5 separate regions of the Mus musculus genome follow, and all the other regions are linked to region 4. The links are chromatin contacts, called in public ChIA-PET, HiChIP or PLAC-seq and promoter capture Hi-C maps. All regions are on one chromosome and are shown on one strand. Each heading gives the region's core, a stretch centred on a gene start, on an enhancer-like site or on the middle of the called end of the contact. The rest is flanking DNA. Distances are from core to core; before and after follow the strand shown.

What was found. Promoter capture Hi-C pulls out the DNA fragments that hold promoters and counts their contacts. ChIA-PET counts read pairs in DNA pulled down with a chosen protein or histone mark. HiChIP or PLAC-seq counts read pairs in DNA pulled down with a chosen protein or histone mark.
Region 1: an H3K4me3 HiChIP or PLAC-seq map of bone marrow-derived macrophages shows a contact between it and region 4, with 3 times the contacts expected there. The contact joins the enhancer-like site here to the promoter of Golt1b in region 4. A contact is called at or near these places in 1 of 115 datasets of contacts at active chromatin or transcription factors (bone marrow-derived macrophages) and 1 of 9 other capture datasets (adipose tissue).
Region 2: a contact with region 4 is called in a promoter capture Hi-C map of liver, with 4 times the contacts expected there. The contact joins the promoter of Abcc9 here to the promoter of Golt1b in region 4. A contact is called at or near these places in 7 of 39 promoter capture datasets (embryonic stem cells, hematopoietic stem and progenitor cells, hippocampal neurons and 3 more), 7 of 115 datasets of contacts at active chromatin or transcription factors (bone marrow-derived macrophages, embryonic hindbrain, embryonic stem cells and 1 more) and 2 of 9 other capture datasets (liver and pancreatic islet).
Region 3: a contact with region 4 is called in an H3K27ac HiChIP or PLAC-seq map of embryonic stem cells, with 4 times the contacts expected there. The contact joins the promoter of Sult6b2 here to the promoter of Golt1b in region 4. A contact is called at or near these places in 8 of 39 promoter capture datasets (the 3T3-L1 cell line, 3T3-L1-derived adipocytes, embryonic stem cells and 3 more), 1 of 484 Hi-C or Micro-C datasets (the G1E-ER4 cell line), 6 of 115 datasets of contacts at active chromatin or transcription factors (bone marrow-derived macrophages and embryonic stem cells) and 2 of 9 other capture datasets (adipose tissue and liver).
Region 5: a contact with region 4 is called in an RNA polymerase II ChIA-PET map of memory CD8 T cells, with 58 read pairs. The contact joins the enhancer-like site here to the promoter of Golt1b in region 4. A contact is called at or near these places in 14 of 39 promoter capture datasets (the 3T3-L1 cell line, 3T3-L1-derived adipocytes, the C10 cell line and 9 more), 8 of 115 datasets of contacts at active chromatin or transcription factors (bone marrow-derived macrophages, embryonic brain, embryonic stem cells and 4 more) and 2 of 9 other capture datasets (adipose tissue and macrophages).

Annotation. Positions count from the first base shown.
Region 1 is chr6:142,877,924-142,880,623 of GRCm38.p6, forward strand. The region is part of intron 2 of St8sia1 (ST8 alpha-N-acetyl-neuraminide alpha-2,8-sialyltransferase 1); the gene reads right to left. Among named protein-coding and RNA genes, the nearest start is that of Gm7457, 65 kb to the left of the region's middle. Within about 2 kb of position 1,363, at least 65 of the 459 cell types and tissues checked have an H3K27ac peak or open chromatin away from gene starts, as enhancers often do. A contact at or near this core is called in bone marrow-derived macrophages, where this site is marked.
Region 2 is chr6:142,700,905-142,703,604 of GRCm38.p6, forward strand. It overlaps Abcc9 (ATP-binding cassette, sub-family C (CFTR/MRP), member 9), which reads right to left and starts at 1,370. Exons shown (of 40, transcript NM_011511.2): 1 at 1,260-1,370; 2 at 913-999.
Region 3 is chr6:142,803,138-142,805,837 of GRCm38.p6, forward strand. Sult6b2 (sulfotransferase family 6B, member 2) reads right to left here and starts at 1,329. Exons shown (of 6, transcript NM_001145390.1): 1 at 1,109-1,329. The coding sequence starts at 1,253.
Region 4 is chr6:142,385,885-142,388,590 of GRCm38.p6, forward strand. Golt1b (golgi transport 1B) reads left to right here and starts at 1,359. Exons shown (of 5, transcript NM_025872.4): 1 at 1,359-1,485. The coding sequence starts at 1,461. It overlaps Recql (RecQ protein-like), which reads right to left and starts at 1,203. Exons shown (of 15, transcript NM_023042.3): 1 at 1,138-1,203.
Region 5 is chr6:142,778,682-142,781,456 of GRCm38.p6, forward strand. No RefSeq gene overlaps it. Among named protein-coding and RNA genes, the nearest start is that of Gm46981, 3.6 kb to the right of the region's middle. Within about 2 kb of position 1,455, at least 69 of the 459 cell types and tissues checked have an H3K27ac peak or open chromatin away from gene starts, as enhancers often do. A contact at or near this core is called in embryonic brain, embryonic stem cells, erythroid cells and 3 more, where this site is marked.

The sequences.
Region 1 (2,700 bases), core at 113-2,612, 490 kb after region 4:
GTGCTCCAGCCTAGGGCACTATTTATAGTGTCGGGGAATATGGAAACCCATAATAGTCCCTGAGAGTGAAATGAATCATTTGGCCCCTTCTAGCTGGGTCAGCAAGAACTGCCAGGTACCAGAGCTCCTTGAAGTGACTGGAACAGAACATAGTTGTTGGAGTTCTTGGGGGAAAGACCTTGTAAACACATGACTAGTCTAGGAAACAACTAGATTGAAAGGCCATGCTGGCTGAGTGGTATACAAATAACACAGACTATATCAAAGATAAAATGGAATTAGCTCACGAATATACAGTAGAAGGTTCTTGCCTAGGCATGAGGTAATAACTCAACCAGGAAAAAAAAATTCCCAAGAGTCTCTGCTTTCATTGGTAGCTGAAGGAAGCAATTAGTCTAACGTGAGATTTTATTCCCTTCATTTCTAGTAGTAAAATAAGCAGCCAGAGCTACGTAAATACTGGCAATAAATATTGGTGGTGTCTGAAGCATAATGCCTTAGTATTTGTCCACTGGGAGAAAAGAATCGCCTGCATTACCACTGCAGTGATCACCCCAATAAACGTCAGAGTGGGGTGTCTGAGGAGAGGCTGGCAGCGGAGAACATCTAACAGCTTCACTCAGGACAACATATACTTCTCTTAGTCATTCCTCAAAGGCGCATTTGGAACCAACACTTGAACCATGGTACTATCTATCATATCAGTGAGATGGAGAGCTAAGCTCGGATGCTCATGTAGGCTGGTGCGTATACTCCACCAATGTTTGCTGGGACCCCTGAGCGGTGGAGACCAAATACAAACCTTGTGCCCCTGAGACTCACACTATGCTGGAGAAAATAGAGAAGGATGAAGGAATGTGGAAAGGTAAACAGTGGAACAGACGGTGAGGTGGTCTTTGGAGAGAGACAGGGAACTGGCATGAGAGAGTCCAGAGACTTCCTGAGAGGAACTGCAAGGTCAGCAGGGTGACCAGCCACGCACATAGGAAGCCCCAAGCAGATGTGTGTAGGACTTGAGAATGTGTGGACATAGATCTGGGTAGGTCCCTGGTTGTCGTCCCTCTCCCCTCTGTGCAAAGACCCTGAGGAGGGAACATTCCTGGGATGAGATAGAGGGGCAAGAGCCTCTTTTGTCTGCAGACTACAACGATGAGTCAGCAGGACGAGGGGAGGAGGAAAGGGGAAGAGTAAAGATTCCAGTGTGGAGCTGAGTGAGCGAGCCGGGTAAGGTACCATGAAGACAGTGGGTTTTATTCCAGGATGAGAGCCAAGACTACAGAAACAGCCAGGGAGGTAGCATGATGATCCGTGCTGAAGTGTGAACAGTTCAACGATGTCTGGCCAGGGAGGAGTTTTCAGTGATATCCCGGGAGTTTAGTGACCTGAAATAGGGTGACAGAGGTGAAGAGAGCCCTCCGTTCTGGAGGGATTCCAGAGGAAGTGCCAAATAGATTTGCTGGTGTTCAGAGAGGAAGTAAGAAAAGAAAGCAGACGAAGAAAGGTCTGAGGGAAAGGTGACTTGGTCTCCAGCATAGGACCAGCTGTTTCCTGCACTACAGAAGATCACAGCAGGGGAGAGTCTGGGGGACTGATTAAAAGCCCAGTCTTGAGAAAGTCAAGTGGCTGGCTGCCAAGTGGCCTTGTCCAGTAGGTGACCGAGCAGGCAGGGAGCCGGGTCTGTGTGGAGTGAAAGGTGGAGAGAGACCAAGTATTTGGATTTAAGAGCCAAACGTCAGAACAGAACAGAGAAGAGGTCTCAGGGAGCCTAGCAAAAGGAAGGCAGTGACTGAGAAGGAGGGAAGGAAGCTGAGTGCTCCTAAAAGATGAAGGGCAATAATGCTGAACCTGCCATGGGGCTGGGCAACATGGAGGCCACGGGTGTCCTTGACCAGGAAAGGAGCAGCAGTAAGAAAATTGACCTGAGTCTGCTGATGTGGAGCTATATATACACATATCTACTCAGATATAGAATAGAATAACGAATACCAAAAGAAAAATGCTGTCAATATGTGAATACACCGTAAGGGTCTTATATAGCCCTGTCGTGATCGTTAAGCCAGGGGAGAAATTTCAGGCATCCCCCCACTAATAGTAGGATTTATACATGCAAGCTGCAAGCCCCTTAGTTGTTAAAGGGGAGACCCTGAGGGATAGAGTCATTTTGGTTGGAGGCACGACTGCAGGAATCTTCAAACCAAAAGCATGAAGAGAAGAAAACAGCAGGTAGGGAGAGGCTGTGAACACACAAGCTGGCCTCCAGTAAGGCCGGGCCTCCAACAAGGCTGTGCCTCCTAACTATCCCCAGACGGTGCCACCAACTGGAGGTGGAGTGTCCGAATGGCTGAGCCTATGGGGGCAATATCGTTTAATTCAAGAGTGAATACAAGTGACCCTTCTCCTGCTCTTTCTGGGTGGAAAGTGGAATTTCCTTTTGATGCAGCAGACAGACCAATTCATCTCCAAACCTGAAGAACAAGTCCTATCACTCACTAAACTGAAGGTGATTTGCAAAGCTGACCAGGGTCACACCTTACCGTCTTCTACACACTGCACCTCCTGGGCCTCTCTCTAGCTCTGGTAACTGAGTTCTATGTTTATTCAACAACCACTGATGAACATCTATTGTGAGCTGGAGCTGTCAGGAAAGCTGGGTCATACCCAGTTCCTACAGCTTATATCCAGCAGAATACAAACCAGGCT
Region 2 (2,700 bases), core at 120-2,619, 320 kb after region 4:
AAACAGATCAAAAGTGAGACTTTGGCTGTGGGGTAGCCTGCAGGACAGAACACAGAGGGAAGAGGAGTCCTCTTGTTTCCTGCGGAGAATAGCAACAGCAGCGTGCTTGGCCCTGGCCCTGCACTGTGAGACGTTCCCCAGCCCCTGGTATGCATAAAACATGGTATCCGTTCAAAACTCTAGTAATGTATCTATCAACTCTTCTGATACTTCTACAGAGGAACAAAGGTTAACTGAAGTAATTCCAAAAACTGCTAAGATATTAAAAGATATCAGGAACTAAACGCTAGTTACTTTTGCCAGCCACTTAAGACTGAGTGAGAAGCAGCCACCTCCCTGCTCACCCGGCAGCGACTGTCAGTTGTGACCCCATTGACAGTGTCAGCCAAGCTCGGGCTCTGGACACATCTAAAGCAAACATGCACGGGATAGCTTTCCTTCTTGCATGTGGAACAACTCACCCCTGAGCTACTGAGCGCTTAGGCAAAGCATCCTGAATGAGAAGCTCACCTCTGAAAGGCACCTAAGGCAGCGACGACCCACCCACGACGTGCCCAGGATGTCCACCCTCCGCCAAAGCAAATGCTGCAATCGTTTCACTGAACTTGCTCAGTGGAGACCTCACAAAATGCGTAGATGTGTCTGGCTGTCTAACTAGCTGTCTGGCTGGTTCTATACAGATCCAAGTAGGAAATTTCCTAGCAAGAAAATGACCACGGACTTGATCCATTATCGAGTCTTAGTCCATGCGTTTACCCTCCAGGGGCTATGACGTTCTGTGACACAAGAAAGACAATGCTGGGGACCCCTGCGCAGATAAGATTGTTTTTAGACACTGTAACCAACGCGGAGCAAACAAGCAAACAATAAATAAATAAATAAATAAATAAATAAATAAATAAATAAATATACCTTGGCTTTGGCTCCAGGGCTTAGTCCCCCTACTGGTGCACTTGAGCTACCAACAGCCTGCCCACCGTCTGAAGATGTAAATTTCTCCTAAAGAGCAAAGAGTAACAAATTTAGTAGAGAAAAAGCTGCTGCGTGAATTGTAAAGGGGAATGGCTAACAAAGTCTCTCTCTATATATATATCAGTGACATCTTTCCCTGTTTCCAGCCGGTTTCGGCTCCAGCCGGCAGGATTGTGTAAGTCAAACTTTGGAAACCTGATCCCACCTTCTCGCCAGCAAGTCCCCTGAATCCTAGAAATAGCGAATGCCTTTACTGACGGAATACTAGATCAAAATCAACAGCTTACAGCCAGTGACTCCTCAGAGTGGTTGGGGATCTCTCTGTAGCAAGCCGAGGAGCTCACGCACTCCATGGGACGACAAGTTTTCCTCCCGGGTCAGCAGCCGGCGAGTGGATTATTTTTAGGGTGGTGGGAGGCCAGCTGCTGCCTCCTATCGCGTTTCTCCTCCGCTGCGCTGCGCTGTGGCCTGGGGCGGACACTGCCGCGCCCTGGCAGGAAACTGCAGGCACCCCAGACGCCTGAGGCGGGGACCCTCCCCATCCAGGACCCTCTTCACCCCCACCCTCCTTGCCCGGATCATCCCTACCTGGGACCCTCCATCACTCCGGCCATTCCCATTCAGGACCACCCTCCCCCAGACCCTCCACACCACTCCCCACTCCTCCGGAGCTGCTCCTACGGGTGAGCGCAGTGAAGATGTGCCAAACTCACGCCATATGTGGATCCCCCAAGACTCCACCAGAAAGCGGAACTTGCAAAAACCGACCCCCAGACCCTCAAAGAGGAGGCTTATCAGATATGAAAACATGGAAAGTATCAGCTCTGCAGGCAGCCTTAGCTTTAGCCACCAAAAAATGATTTAAAAGTGCCATCCATTCGCCCAGCTTCGCCCCCAGCAGGACTGAGAACTGAATAGTTCATTCTAGGCAAAACAAACTGCCACCAGGCATGCTTGTCTCACTTGGATGGGCAGGCACAGGGCAGAATCTTTCAGTGACCCGGGGAATTTGCCTGCTGGTCCAGACTAATGGACCAATGGCACTTGTCTGAGCACTCCAAAATTTGAGTTTGATTTCAAGTTTCAGCATCAACAGTATTTTTTATTTGTTCATTTGTTTCATCGCTTTCACAAACAGATATAATTAACTCTTAAAATAACAAAACTTGCTTAAAACAATATCTATTGAAGGCAGACTGTGGTTGGTGTTCTTCTGAAATGCCATCATTTGGGGGAAAGATGCAGGGAGTTCAAAGCAAGAAGCAGACACATAGCAGGTTAGAAGCCAGCTACACACACACACACACACACACACACACACACACACACACACACACACACACACACACACCCGCTTTTGATATAGATATGCATGTATATGTGACACTCCACAATAACTTTTCCTCTGGTGGTAAGGGGTGAATTTTAAATTAAAAAAAAATTTTTTTTGAGGGGGTGAAGGTTAGACACCCTGGCTTGGACTCAAACTCGCAGTAATCCTCCTGGCTCAGCTTCTAGATTGTTACGATTACAGATATGAGCCATGATCACACTGGGTAATTTTTGGCCTCAGTAACTCTTGAATAAACTCTCGAGATTCCCAAGGGCCAGTTTTGAGTCCTTTGCAGTAATCAGTGTTCGTAGCAACCGTCCTGATCAGATAAAGGCTCGTCAGCCTGGCGGGCTGGTGCCTTCGAGGTTCCTCATGCTGTCCCTAAAGTTGAACTC
Region 3 (2,700 bases), core at 79-2,578, 420 kb after region 4:
GTTTTGCCTGCAGATGTGTGTGTGTGTGTGTATCTTGTGAGTGCCTGCTGTCTACAGAAGAGGGCATCAGATTCTCTGGGATTGAAATTGAGCAGAGTGTGTGTGTGTGTGTGTGTGTGTGTGTGTGTGTGTGTGTGTGTGTTCTCAAAACCCCTGACCTTTGTGCACTTTGCTTCTTCCCACACTGATGACCCGATCTAACTGGTGACTACACTGCATAACTGACTGGACGTGGCTGCTCGTTGTTGAACACCTTAACTGTAGCCACCGTCTCTATGTGACCACTACTAAGGAAATTGTAGCAGGCAACTGGATGTTACATAACAAACAAAATTATCATAGAACTAAGTCCAAGAAAGTACAGAGTGGCATTACTTACTCAATGACACCCATGGGTGTACAACTCTGTACGAATCGATTCTGAAGTAAAACTTTAGCAGGGAAAGTATTTACGGCTCTTATTAGTGTAGATGAAAAAAGTTATAGACAATTAAGTATGAGCTGAGCAAAGGTTGTTTAGTCATCAGGACGATCTGGGCAAGATACAATGGGAATCTATCACATAGCTATTTTGCTTATTTCATATGATATATCAACATTTGTGCACCTTCATAAATCAAATGAAGAGGAAAACTTTAGCAGAGCTTCAATCATTTCACTTGAGTCTTTTTAAAGTAAGAAATCTAAATCCTTGAAAGTCATCCCCCCACCCCCAAAAAATGTCTGAGATGGAAACAAAAACAATGTTTCCATTACTGTTGCTTCTCTGTATCTTATAGAACACTAAGTAAATGGAAACAATGTTTCTACCTCTTACTGTTGCATCTCTGTATCTTATAGAACACTAAGTAAATGGAAACAATGTTTCTACCTCTTACTGTTGCATCTCTGTATCTTATAGAACACTAAGTAAATGGAAACAATGTTTCTACCTCTTACTGTTGCATCTCTGTATCTTATAGAACACTAAGTAAATGGAAACAATGTTTCTACCTCTTACTGTTGCATCTCTGTATCTTATAGAACACTAAGTAAATGGAAACAATGTTTCTATACCTCTTACTGTTGCATCTCTGTATCTTTTAGTACATTTTAGGGGGAAACTCACCAGATTTTGGGTAGGAAACCAGAAATATGTCATCTTCTCTAGCATCAAAAGAGTCCAAGGAACCAAGGAGTTCTTCTGAAGACATGGTAGAGAAGAAGATGCCCATGTACTTATGGAGGAGACTTGGCTGACTCTGGCATGACATCTTCCACTGACCCTATTAGAGGCTGTATAGTCAGCACAGTCCCTCCACAAGCCACAGACAAACCTGGCCCTTGGTCACAACCTCAGCAGAGTGGCAGAGGAATCTTGGTATCTCCAAGCTGATATTCCATGTGTCTATATATACCTTTTGCAGCTCTCTAGAAGAATAATTTTTAAACCACAACTGAGCCAATGTCTATTATAAAAGTCATGTTATCTGAATTTTTCTGATAACACAGGTTACAAAATGTGTCCTTCCACTCAGTTCAGGCTCATTTGCATAGAAAACTACCAGGCAGCCAGGAGTAATCACTGTGTTAAGATTGTACCACTATCAAATCCTTTGTCCTAAATAGGTAAAGTCTTTAGTCACTACAATGAATTATGTCACTGAAAGTAATTAAGAAAATTGGGTTTCTACAGTATAGGAAGTAGTCAGTATTTAAAGTTTGAGGGGACACAGCAACAGGGAAATAAGAATGTCTCCAGGAATTGGGAAATACTCTTGCGACAGCCTTTATGAGCTGTAGTTTAGAAGAAATACAGTGATAGTCAGAATACCACACTAAAAAGAGATTTCCTGAGAACACATGCAAACAGGAATCTGTAGAGAGAAGGAAGTTAATTCTTATCTCACTCAATTTTAGTCTTGGTTGGTAATATTACAATATTCCAGATTCAATTAGATATAGTAAAGAAATGCTCAGTTATTTCAATGAAACTCAGTTGAAAATTTGGCTTGTCTGACAATGGAAGGAACATTAATGAAGAAATGGACAAAATTTTAATCGAGTGTCAAAAATAGAGGTTATACTGTAGGGAAAATATCTGAAGAAGAAAGATGCCCATGGCAGTAACAGAAACATATACATAGTAACAGATCATATACACAGGAGATGACAGAGAATGCACTAATAGAATAAACACATGAACGGAGGACAGCAATGAAGTGTCCTGGCTTGCTGTGTTCTAGGACAAGCCAACAGAAAGCAGAGCTTGAGGGTGGGCTGCTCACTTGGTGCAGCTACGTAGCATGTAGGAAGCCAGGAATGGATGCCCAGCCACACAGACACAATGTATAGTGGTACAGATCTACAATCCCAGCACCCAGCAGGTGGAGGCAGGAGGATTGGAAATTCAAGGTCCTTTTTAAAAATAAAACTATTGGCAGGATTAATTTTTGATAGCTAATTTTTGCATAACTACCCATTGGCTCCCTTTTAGATACTTATTTTTACGTAATTAAAATATAATTATTTTAAGTCATTTCTCCCCTCCCCCTCCTCCCTCCTACCCCTTGTAGGTCCTCCCCTCCAAAATTCACACTCTCCTCTTCTTTAACTTTGTTGTTATATATACACATAAACATAAATGAATAAATGTACAGTCAGTACTCAGTACAACATGACTCAGTACTGACAGTGTTGCTTGCATGAACATGTTTCTAG
Region 4 (2,706 bases), core at 109-2,608:
CTGAACATTTAACTCCCCAAACTGTTATGTTTGCTCAATGACAATCTGTTACCATTACATAAAAACAAAATTAGAAAGCATGTTATATTTTGCTTAATTTTGTATTTTTAGTAATTATTTGGGTAGACGTGTAACCTGCCCAAAATTCCCTTGGAAGAACTTAGGTTTTCTGCCTATTTAAGTTTCAACAGTTTGCTAATTTTAAAGTCATTCGTACTCAGAACACAGGCTTTTTTTTGGGGTGGTGTTTTAGTTTTCTGTGTTAGGGGCCAAGGACCTCATTGTGTTCATGAACTGTTGTGAACAACTTTTTTGCTCAATCAATGACAATCTGTCACCATTACATAAAAGCAAAAAACAAACGTTTGAAAGTGTGTTATATATTGCTTAATTTTATATTTGCTAAACCTAAGAGTGCTCTCCAAAGACAGATTCTGCACCCGCCTATTCTCACTTGAACTGTTTCCTTTATCGAATTTGTACCCTTCCTGTGCATGGCTGTTAAGACAGATAAGCCCTGATTAAAGAGTAAGGACAAAACTAACGGACATTTAAGGATGGGTTTAAATCAAGACTCCTCCTTCCTCACGTATGAGAACATCTCCTTATCACTTCCTAGACTGATACTATTCTGCCCATGGACTCTAAGGTCCTGTATCATGGCAGAGCCTGAATCTCTTCACTTTTGTAAACAGCCTAGAAAAAAAAAAATGCCTTTTCCGGAACCTAAAAACAGGCGCTTTCTCTTCGCTTAGGAGAGATTCGGTCTAAGTTCATTTCCTGCCACTACTTCAAATATATATATATTTTTGGACTTTGCTGCCAATAACCTACCCCTTGCCTAAATTAGGCAACTTCACAGCAAAACATAGCGTAGCACGAAATATATCCAAGAACTAAGTTACAAAGAGGTCTGTCAGTCAAAAAACGTGAACCAGGTCCACTGTCATCAGTGCGGAAGGAAAACGCACGCTAACCCTGAGCGCATCCCTCCACCCCGCCGGCTCCACAGACGAGGCAGAAGCGCAAGCTGCGGCGACCAGGGCTCCTGAAAGCGATGGCAGAGACGACGCCCAGCTCCTATCCGCCCAGCAGACAGCCGCGGACCCACGCGCCGGAACCGGCACCACCACGAACCTGTCAGCCGCTCCGCGCGTAAAAACCTTCCCGCCGCCCGGCATGCAGCGCCCACCCTTCCGGATCAGCCCCCTCCACCAATCACAAGCCATTGCCTTCTCTGATTGGCTGCGTGGTGCGGCGTCCGGGTGCACATCCGAACAAGAGCGCGTGCTATTGGTCTCGCTGCAGCCAATGGAGCGCGGCCTTGCGGCCCGGCGGCGGCGGCTGCGTGTTTCCGGAAGACGTGGCGGCTCGGGCCCGGGCGGCGTCGCCGAGGCTCTTCTCCGGACCAGGCTTCGCAGCGTGGGCCCCGAAGCACCGCGGTCCTCGCCGCCGCCACCATGATCTCCCTCACGGATACGCAGAGTAAGCGCTGCCGGGCCCCAGCGTTGGCCGGTGCTCCCGCCTCAGCCTCTGCTCCGCCCCGCAATGAATGGAGCGAGCGCGCGTGGGGCGGCGGCCCGCGGGAGGGAGGGGGCCGTGACGGGAGGACCGCCGACCTGCCTCGGCCCAAGTGCCGCCGCCGCCTTCGCCCCGGTGGCACCCGTGCTCTGTCCCACGGAACAGCCGTCGGACCAAGTTTCCGGGGTGGCGGGAATGGGACTGTCCGCCCGCGCGGAGCGCCTGCAAGGCTGGGGTGGGCTGGGGGCGTAGAGAGCCGTGATCAGACTCCACTGTTACCTACCTACCCAAAATTCCCTTAACAAGGACTTCGGTTTTCCGCTCGTTTAAGTTTCAACCAAGTTTACTAATGTTAAAAAGTCACTTTGTGCTCTGAGCATTGACTTCGATGGTTTAGATTTCTGGGTTAGGAGCCAGGATCACACTGTAGGTTAACGAGGCTGGCCTTGCGCTCATTGTGTCAGTGCTAGCCTTCCCACTTGTAATCCTGCCCCGGTCTCTAAAGTTATGAGATTACAAGCATGAAGGACTCTGCCTGTCTGTACTGGGAAAGGATTTCTTTATTAGTGTTGTATTCTGTACTTCGTGGCGTGTTCTATTTTAGCATCCTGTTTCTGCCTATCTCATCATTCTGACCAGCTTTGCAGTCTTCAGTCTTGCCTTTTTTTTTTTTTTTGTAGCCCCAGAGATTAGAGCATCTCAGCCAAATGTTTCTGCAGACTAGCAGAGCGTTATCCCTATCTCCATCGTTTTCTCTGTGACTTCATTTTTCTATGTTTTCTTATCAATCTTAATTATTTTTCTATTTATAAATTCTACCCAAGCTGGTTACTTTTTAAAGATATCTTTATGGGTATGACCTCTTTTTGCCTCACTTTTGCTCATTACCATGAACTTTGTTTCTTCAAACTATATTCACCTTAGCTTTTCAAGATTCTAACATCCCACTGAAGTGAAACAAAAACCTTCCTTGAAGTTATTCTCAAGTGGAGTTTGAAGATTTAGATTCAAGTTGTGGCACACTGGAGTGTCACAGGTGCTTTATGAGTCCCTCCACACCCTGGCAGTCCCCTCTGTCTTACTGTGGACTGCACAGCTACCTTCTCTAGCCCAGGGGTGTTGTCTATTGGTCCAGTCAGGCTCCTTTGGTTCTAGTCAGAAATAAAAGTGTCCCTTTTTTCCCTA
Region 5 (2,775 bases), core at 205-2,704, 390 kb after region 4:
CCAGACAATCACTGGAAAATACTCGCTTATAGAGGCTGAAAAGATGCCGCACTTCCTGCTCTTCAGCAGGTCCCAGTGCATTGCCAGCATCCATGCTGGGTGCCTCGGTGGCTCACTGAGAGCTGGTAAGTCCAGCTCCAGGGGATCTAACACCATCTTCTGACCTCCACAGGCACCTACAGACCAGTGCACGTACACACATGCATGCACTGACACAGATGCACATAACATTTTTAAATTAAAAAAATAAAGTAAATTCAAAGGATATGCAGAGAGCAGAGCACTTGGGGTTCCACCTTACCTCCGGAGTTGCTGAGCCCCTTCCTGGTCCCCAGCAGGGATCTCTTTCCACCCTCCACACCCTCCTCACTGCTGATAGCTGAGCACTAGCTGTGTCCCCTACTTTCTACCTGTCTTAAATATGCCCTCTTTCTTCACAGCTGGTTGCTCCATATTCATGTGTATTTTAAATGACAAAGATCAGAAGAGAAAGCCAATCTGTTTACTGTCACTATCTTGTTCCAAGCTGGTGGGTACCTTAAATTACACATGTCACCTCTTAGCCTGAAGGACACATGCCTCTGCTTGGGGGAGGGGGAGATTGCCTGTAGACAAACCTCTTGTGACTTTGTTCATTCACCCAAGGTGACTCGCTCACTTTTCATACACGTTCAGTGACTGTTTGGCTACCTAGCACTGTTGCCTTATTGCTGCAGACCATAAAATTAACCTCTATATATCTTTTCTTTTAATCCACACAGCTCTATAAAGGAAGTATTTTTCTTCCTCTATTTTATAGATGTGAAAATTGAGCGATAGACAGCTATAACTACCGGGGGTCAGACACTAGGTGGCAGCTCTAGAACATACTAAGGCAGCAGATGGGCGATTGGTAAGGCTTCTTCGGAGATGGCCCCTCAGCCAACACCAAAGCTCTTAAAACAACAATTCACTATAATTAATAATTGTGCAAATATGTGTGCTAGCCCTCCCCTGGCGTGAGAGGTGTAGAACCCGGGGCTTCGGTCTAATAGTCTGCATATTAGGAAAGCCCACTCAGTGGTCTGTGCGCACGGAGTTGCTAGAACCCTGTAGTTGAAGAAGTTGGAATAAATACAACAGGGTAGGACTCAGGCTCAGAAACTGTCCCATGCCCTCGTTCCTCAACACTCTCCCATGACAATCGTCCTCTGGTTCTCAGTCAGCCTCAGACATCGATTGCTACCAGCCCTCTCCTACAGACCCAGACCTGTTCGGAGGTGAGGTTCCCAGTGCTGACTGGCCACGTTAGTATTTCCAAGATGTATAATCCCTGGCCTTCATGACACCCTGACCCCCAAACAAACAAATCACGAGAGCATTCATGTCCATTTAGCAAAAAGCCTGATGCTCTGACAGGTAGAGAGCAAGACAGGAAAGTCGGGACAGGATGTGGCTAAGGAAATGTCACCATGCTGCTATACACGGTGCTTCCCATAATGCACTGGTGTTCTGTCATCATCTTCCTGTCTCTCTGGGGTCTGTTCCTGGAAAGGCACCTCAATTTAATGCAAGGGGATGGCTTTCCCAAACCTCGGCCATTTGCTTCACAGGAAATAGTGAGGCCTTCAAGTTCCCTTTCTTTGATTTGTGCATTTCACATTTGTTATAGCAGAAACCCATGTTCAGACAAAGCTGTGCAGAGTGGAACAGAAGAGAGACCAACGGCTAATGTGAGCACACCATGCCTTGTCTGTCCAGGGGAGTTGCAGGCAGTTCATGCCCAGCCGTAATTAGCCCTTCACTTGATTGGCACCTCTGGAGGCATACTGTGACAAGGCTTGTCACCCTCTGGCCTCAGTTTTCTTTGCGTTCGGAGTTCCCACCGGTCTTTGGAGTCTCAGGGGAAACATCACTGAAGCCTAATGAAGGCTCACAGCTCAGGAGCTGACCATGCCAAACAGGATACAATTGACCTTCATTAGGAACAAAGGAAGAAAGAAACGAGTAATATTAATAGTATCCATTTGCATAATTGCCTGATTGAAACATTTCTGTCTGGGGATGAATAAACTCACTTCTCAGTCTAGCCTATGCTACCTAGCAAGGGTTAGTTGACCACCCTCATTTATTTTAATTAAAATCCCACTTGGGCCAATTACTCAGGAATATACCCTTTCTCCCCAAAGCCTGTCTAATCATTAGAGGGCATTGTCCCACAGCTTGGCTGAATGTCCCCTCAGCGGTCAGTGACACCAATAGATGCTGGTGACAGGCGATTTAAGTAATGGAGAATGACTACAGACCACTGTTTGCTTTTCTCTATGGGAGCAAATTCTATGTAAGTTAATATAAACTGCCGAAATAAAGAGCAAATTTGAAATGAGACAAAATCACGGTTTCATAAATAAATAAATGTATACACACATATTTATCCTGTTATTGAGTGATGCAGGATTTGATCCTATTACGTTCAAAGAGTCTCCTCTTTTATCCCAAAGGTAATGGTGATAACAGCCCCAAGATTACTAAGGGTTTGTAAGCCCTCCTGGCTGACTACCACTAACGCTGAAAACTTGAAACTACTCCTGCATATGTTTCAAAGAAACTGGGGGAGGTGGAGAGAACCCAAAAACCTGCTGATATCCATTTGCCCAAATCTGTTTGTTATAGTTTTGAGATGACAGCCTTCACGCTTTGGGAAAGGAATTATCCAGATTCTCTTTATCTAAATGGAATAATAATTAGTTGTCTCTAATTAGCTTCCTAATTGGCTACTTGTGGGGCTTGCTGAAT